Linked DNA regions of Zea mays: region 2 is linked to region 1. The links are chromatin contacts, called in public Hi-C maps. All regions are on one chromosome and are shown on one strand. Each heading gives the region's core, a stretch centred on a gene start, on an enhancer-like site or on the middle of the called end of the contact. The rest is flanking DNA. Distances are from core to core; before and after follow the strand shown.

Region 1 (3,561 bases), core at 636-3,135:
CCTCAAAGCAAAAAGGTGGATACCGAAGTGCAGCCTCCCCAAAATGAATCTACTGCTGCTGATATGGAAGTGAAGCCTGAGCGGCCAGCTCGGAAGCGGAGATGGACTGGGAGTTAGTTGAACTAGCATAACGTTTCCACTTTTCAGCAGATTTCATGGCAGATGCTTGCGCTTTGCCACGTTTTTCCTCGTACAGTTGAAAGTTGAATTGATGTATGGTTTTACTGTCTAGCATACACATGTACCTGTAAACTTAGTTTTTTTTTGTGTGGCTGGGAACTGGATACTGTACTAAAACCCCATCCATTTTCCCACTATGATTCTGGTGACCTCAATGTGGCACAGGAGCCACTGTACTCCGGGTAAGTTCCGAGGCTGTTATGGGAAGCAGTGGCCTCGGAGTTTCCCAGTTGAATATCTGGGTTCGGCATGAACTACATTTTGATGAAGCTGGAGTGCCCCTGCTGCAAGGTTCTTTTGTTTGAAGTTCTGGTGGCCTGAAGCACCGGGTCTTGTAACAATCTTGTGTTGGTGGGAGATACTTGCAAGATGTGATGGTTGAATGTTTGGCACGTGATGATGATGCTGTTTTAGGAACCACCAATAGGTGATAGAAACCAGGGGCTAGAGATTTCAGAACTGACATAATCACAAATTTGTATGCTTAATACTATGTTAGTCATGTACATTCTGATAAACGTATAAATGTCGTGCATGATCTACCGGAGTAAGGTGTCTAAGACTAGTGTGTAGAGCTCCACGGTGCACTTTTTGGGTCGAGCAATACATATATATGTACCTGTAGAGAGTGTTAGGTAGAAATAACATGATTGTTTGCTTGTTGTAGGTTTGCGGTGTATGTAACTGGTTCGTGTAGAATTTTGCTAACCATAGAGTTTTGAATGGCATTATCTAAATTTATTGAAATTTAGCATTTCAGATTACTTGCGTATCTGTCCTGTACTCCTGTTTGAGAAGTTACCCGCACGCCCACGAGTTGTGATGATACGTGGCGAGTCAGCCTGTTCCCGACACCCAGAAATGTGCACACCAGGTAAACATCCCAACAGAAGCTTTGGCAATCGGCATAACATAGCCACAGTCCGCTGGTCCAGGTGTTCGTACGTACGTATTCGCAGTCCGGGCGGCGGGCGGGCGCTGATCTAACATGGGGCGGAGCACCTCTGTTCACCCCGCTCCACCCACCGCGATTTGGCGAGTGATCCGGCGCGTCTGTCGTTTCCTTTTCCTTGATGGCTTCCAACCCATTCGTATTCATCGTCGTGTGTTCAAGTGGCCTGTGTCCGTGTGGGCAACGTGCCTGCCTAGGCCCGCCGCGTGGTTGAAGCTAGCCCACGGCGGGGGGACCGCGAGGATCACCCCAAAAATAGGTGCCCGTACCAAGGCAGCGTGTGCCGGCACGGGATTCATGGCCTCACGCGGCAAAGCAATTTTTTTCCAGAGAAATGACAGCGTGATTGCTAGTAACAAACTGTTCGCCCTGTTGCCTGCTTACTCAATTATATATATATAATCCTACTCCTACAGTCCTACTAAGCTTAGACTCCCACATCACATGGACATGGTCCAATACGTTTCCATTTTTCAGCGATATATCCTCGGTGACAACAGCAAAACTGGCGCCTGCGCACCCGGTCTCCTCCCACGGGTTGGCACGCACCGGACACGAGCTCAGGCTCCCATTTCCAAAAGCGTCCCCAAGAGTAATCAAGACAGCCCACTGGTTTCCCCCCCAAAACCTCGGCACACCGGTACACCACCCACCGTAACCGGTCGTCATCCATCCCTCGTTTTGGCAACCGGATCACCTTCCAATCCAACCCGCGTCTATAAATTTCCTGGCACACGCGAGCCCGGAACCGGCAATTCGTTTATAGCGAGCACACCAGCGAACCAGAGATTCATCAGAGTGGCGATGGCCCCGAGCGCGTCGATGCTGTTCCTGAGCTACCACCAGCTCCACAGGCCGACGGAGGTGGGGACGCCGCCGCCGCCGCCGCGCAGGGAGGCGGCTGCCCCCGGTGGCTTCTGGAGGAGGATGAGCGTGAGCAGCGTGCTCTCACCCGCTTTGTTGCAGTGGCGGCCGGAGGGGGAGGCGACACTGCACGAGCGCGACGCCGGCGAGGAGATCAAGTCATCGGCGCCGGCCGACGCTGATAAGGAGCTGGAAAGCAAGTTCGAGGAGGCGCTGCGCCTCAGCTGCTGGTCTTCATGAGCATCCATCCATCATGGGGAACGGAGAGACGCGAGCGTGCCGCTGAATCGAAGCGACCTCTCCTCTAAACAGCCGTCCTGTATATCTTCCTCCGTGTATCAAAATCCATCCTTTTGCTTTAGATTTTTGTACATTTGTAATCGTCACATCCGCTCAAATATGTTATATATATTTTAGTTTGGAGCATAAGTCTGTACAGGTGCACAAATGCACAAACGAAATACTGGTCATCAATCTGGTATCCAACGGTTCATATACAGTTTGCAAAATAGTCGTCCAGTACTCATAATAGTTCCTAGGACTGGGCGTTCGGTTCTTCGGTTCGGTTCCTCGATTCTGGTAGAAATTCGGTTCTTCGGTTCGGTTCCTCGATTCTGGTAGAAATTCGGTTCTTCAAAAACTAGAACCGAAATAGTAAGAAAAAAAACTAGAATCGACTAGTTCGGTTCTCGGTTCTTCGATTCGGTTCTCCGGTTTTAACCGAACTGTAACAGCCACTCTAAAATTCTAAATAACGACAACTTTTATGAGAAATTTCAACATCTCCTCACAAACAACCACAAGTGCACAATGCCCAGAATTTCATAGATAATACATGGATGATTAGAGGTTCAACATAAGTCGATAAAACAACATCCGAAGTTACAAACACATGTAACAAATTGAATCTGGTACTTTCGGTTCTTTCGGTTCTTTCTGTTTTTTCGGTTCTTTGGAGTGCATAACCGAAAATAACTTATTTATTTCGGTTCTCAAAAAACCAGAACCGAATTTCATAACGGTTCCTTTGGTTCGGTTAGTTCGGTTTCAGTTCTCCGTTATTTCGGTTCGGTTCCTCGGTTCCGATTCTTTTTGCCCGGGCCTAATAGTTCCTCCCACTTTTTGAAAACCCTCTCCAGTCTCCCCATCATTTTCTTCCCCACGATGCACATGGGCGCTTGAGCTCTTCTCACGTACATACGAGTATACAAGTGTACGAAATCGCCACCACTGAACTGTCGGCACTGCGCTCGAACGTCATCATCACCTACCACCGTCGTAACCTACTGTCGCCGCCGTCTCCTACCAACATCGACCTCATCACAAACACCACCCTCACCTACGTGTCGTCGGCCCTACATTCATGGAGGAACTGTCATCGTCATGCCCTAATGGTGGCATGATGGCGCTTCTTACGGCCATGGACCCACGACGACTAGGTGGCCCTAATGTTAACACAACCACTCAAGTCTCTGGTAGCATTGAAGTTGATGATCACGTTGGTTCTGTTCAAGTTCCTCATTTCGTTGAGACATGTGCCCATGAAGATGATCATCCCCCCCGCA
Region 2 (3,561 bases), core at 744-3,243, 150 kb after region 1:
CACAATATGCAGAACACCCACATGTGCACTACTGCAAAATCTTACAGTTGATTACTGCTATCATGCTAGCATGCTCGGGCTGTAACATACTAGTTTAGGGGCCCATTAACTCTTCCCGCAAAAAAATACTTTGTTGGACTGCATCCACGATAGTTCAATCACCATGTAATTAAATTTTCTGTCTATACTCTATACAGGATCATGAGGTTGCCTAAGGGATCAATGAAGCAACTTACACTCCCATAACACCTAATTAAGGTCAGGCTACCTCAGAACCACCAAAAAGGAGGTTCCCCAAATATCGCACCCCTGGGCCAGATGTAACACTAACATAACAGAACTTTAACCTCAGGTTGCTAGCTATGGTAAAAATTGTCTAGGGTGTAAGGCTTATGGCAGCAAACGCGATGTTTTCAAGTCGTCCGATTAATCGCGATTAGTCAGAATAATCGGTGGACTGGTACCGACTAGAATGCTGGTCGTCCGACTAGTCGTCGACTAGTCGTCCAATTTAGTATAGGACGACTAATTTAGACCTGTCTTTGTTGATGGGCTTTTGCAATTGGGTTGTAACTGGGTCATTGCTTTGTGGGCTTTCTAGGGTTGAGACTTGAGACTAAACAGCCGTCCAGGCAAGTTATGGACAGCAACAAACACAAAAGTAATTCACCATCTTGTCATCTTGATGTGTGCGTGTGTGTGTGCGTGCGTGCGTGTGTCCAGAAACATATGGACGTTCAACTCGACTAGGGTCGATTAGTCGACCTGGTCGACGACTAATCGCGACTAATCGACTGGTCAGTACCTGTACGACTAGGTTTGACTAGACGACTTGAAAACATTGCAAACGGAAAGCTTATGATCATATAACCATGACCAAAGGCAAGTCAGCACTGACAATTTAAAACTGGATACTAAGAATCCCTTTAGAACATGCCACAGTAGATTATCCTGCTTGCTCCAAACATCCAGGCTTATACTTCCCCTTCTCCTCAAGGTACTCCGTCCCTCCTGCCACTTCAGATCTACAAATATTCTCTTGACACTTAGGGTGTACAAATATTGGGTACCCCAGTCTATGACAACAACCACTAATGCTGAAGTTCCACAACCACACTACACGGTTGAACGACCATATCCCATAATAACAAAATTGCAACTAGTTTTTCACATATGCAGCAACCCGGAACAATATGGCAACACTAAAATGAAGAAAAAAATTAAGAGCAATCGACTTTGCACAACTCACCAAGGTGCTGTCAAGCGTTGCCGCGAGGATAAACTTGCCATTGGGGGAGAACTTGGCAAAGGACACTGGTGGGCTCTCGTCGTCGATGAGGGTTTTGACGCAGTGACCGGTGGCCGAGTCCCAGACGCGGCAGAGCCCGTCGTAGCTCCCTGACACAATCATGTCGCCCTCGCGATCGAAGTCCACGGCGGTGACGGGTTCAGAATGGGCCGGCAGCACGCGGAGGCACTTACCGGACCTGACCTCCCACACGCGCACCGTCTCGTCAAAGGACCCGGAGGCGAGGACGTTGCCATGGGGGCTGAAGGAGACGCAGAAGGCGTAGTTGGTGTGGCCCGTGAGCGTCTTGACGAGGCGGGCCCCTCCGCCGACGGCGAGGTCCCAGATGCGGACGGTGCGATCATCGGAGGCGGAGGCAAGGAGGCGGCCGTCGGGGGAGAAAGAGAGGTCTGAGACACCCTCTCCATGGCCCTCGAGCTCCGCAACGGGGGTGAGATCGGAGGAAGACCACACGCGAAGAAGCTTGTCGGCGGAGGCGGAGGCGAGAAGGCGGCCATCCGGGGAGAACTTAACTGTTGATACGGCGCGGCGGTGCCCCTCAAGTGTGGAGCGGAGGACGTAGCCTGGGGATGCCGAGGCATCGTCGGCCACCGGCGCCGCCATTGCCGCCGATTGAAAGGGTTTGGGGGTTTTGGAGGAGTTTCTCCGCGAGACGGTGGTGTGGTGTGGCTCGGTGGACCGATGCGTGAATGATTTCTGCTTTCGGAGTTTTAGTTGAGGAATGGGCTTTTCAGTTTATTTGGCCCATTAGATCTGAGGTCACACGATAGAGTTTGGGCTTACAAAATGAATTGGATCCAAGCTTTTTTATAATAATATTTTGTTGATTTTTCAAACCTGGTATATAGAGTTGAAGTGATCTGTTACAAAAGGTTTGAGATTCAAAGAAAAAGATACAAGACGTTTGAAAAAAGCACTTGCTTGATTTAAAAATAAACACAGTCATAAAATAAAACAAAATACCCTCATAAACTCGCTTTCGTAAGATTGACACCAGAGAAGAGATGGCAAGTGAAGCGGGATATAAGTCCTGGCACCGTAAAGTATACATACGAAGTCGTTCTATCAGAGTATTATCACACGGATTTTTGCAGATGTTCAGGTAATTGTAGTATATTGTCTTACATCCTCTTGGTAGATACCAAGAATGTACATTTGGGTCGGGTCTCGTGAGCTAATTTGGAGCACAAAAAAACACGACACAGTCCAAAATAAATTTAGACCAGACCGGCTCGAAAATTATGTATCGGACCATATTTTGGGCCAAGATCGTAGCCCACAGGCGGGCACAAGCACAACCCGTTTACGAAGACACGAAATAGCTCATTTATAGGCACGAAAAAAGCTCATGTTTATTTAGTCATCCGCTTATAGTCATGAAATCATCCACTCCATTTTAGTTAGTCGCATGCTTAATCATGGAGATGAGGTGTCAACCATCCATTAGCTTCGTGTCCTTTGATTTTTTTAATTATAAATGAAAGAGAAATGGACCTAATAATTTCCTATAATTAATTTTGGTGGTTGACGACCAACACTGACCATGTGGACTAACTAGTTTGTCTAGATGTTAATTATCTCAAGTGCATAAGGTTCAACATAAACAAGAAAGAAATTCAGTTGGGGACACAATCAAAATTTGGAGCAAGACATGAGAGTGTGCTGACATGTGGCGCACCGTACACTGTCCGGTGCACCAGGCCCTCGACCAAACGAACAGGCCACTCTCGGGAATTCGCTGGGCACGCTCCGCTATAATTCACCGGACTATCCGGTGAGCCAGCAAAGCAACGGTCACTGCGCGCCAACAGTCGACTGCAAAAGGGAACAGTAATGAACAGTGTCGCGCAGAAGTCAGAGGTCACCGGACATGTCCGGTGTGGGATCGAACTGTTCGGTGCAGCAAAAGGACAAAGGGTTCCAACGGTCAACAGCTCCAAACTCCAACGGGCACGCTGACGTGGCGCGCACCTAACGGTGAACAGTGATTGTCCGGTGTGCCCATCGCCAGCAAAGTCAGCCAACGGCTAGGAAGTGGTTGAGGGCTAGAAAATACCCCCAACCACCTCCATTCAATGCATCCAAGTTTTCTGAGAACCTCATTCAATACAAGAGCAATAACATTCACTCTAAGACACAATTCCAAAGATCAAATCCTCTACAAGTCCCAAAATCAACTCAACCACTTAGTGACTTGAGAGAGAGAGAGTTTTTGTGTTCATTGGCGCTTTTGTTGCTTGGATTGCCTTCTC

What was found. Hi-C and Micro-C count contacts between places; a contact is called where the count stands out from the background.
Region 2: a contact with region 1 is called in a Hi-C map of ear, with 2.6 times the contacts expected there. The contact joins the promoter of LOC100276374 here to the promoter of LOC100274767 in region 1. A contact is called at or near these places in 3 of 25 Hi-C or Micro-C datasets (ear, leaf and tassel).

What each region holds. Positions count from the first base shown.
Region 1 is chr1:277,374,566-277,378,126 of Zm-B73-REFERENCE-NAM-5.0, forward strand. It overlaps LOC100274767, which reads left to right and starts at 1,886. Exons shown (of 1, transcript NM_001149055.1): 1 at 1,886-2,422. The coding sequence starts at 1,937. The coding sequence ends at 2,236. LOC103645590 (FIP1[V]-like protein) reads left to right here. Exons shown (of 9, transcript XM_020546910.3): 9 at 1-944. The coding sequence ends at 117.
Region 2 is chr1:277,520,515-277,524,075 of Zm-B73-REFERENCE-NAM-5.0, forward strand. LOC100276374 (COMPASS-like H3K4 histone methylase component WDR5A) reads right to left here and starts at 1,994. Exons shown (of 2, transcript NM_001150180.1): 1 at 1,250-1,994. The coding sequence starts at 1,912.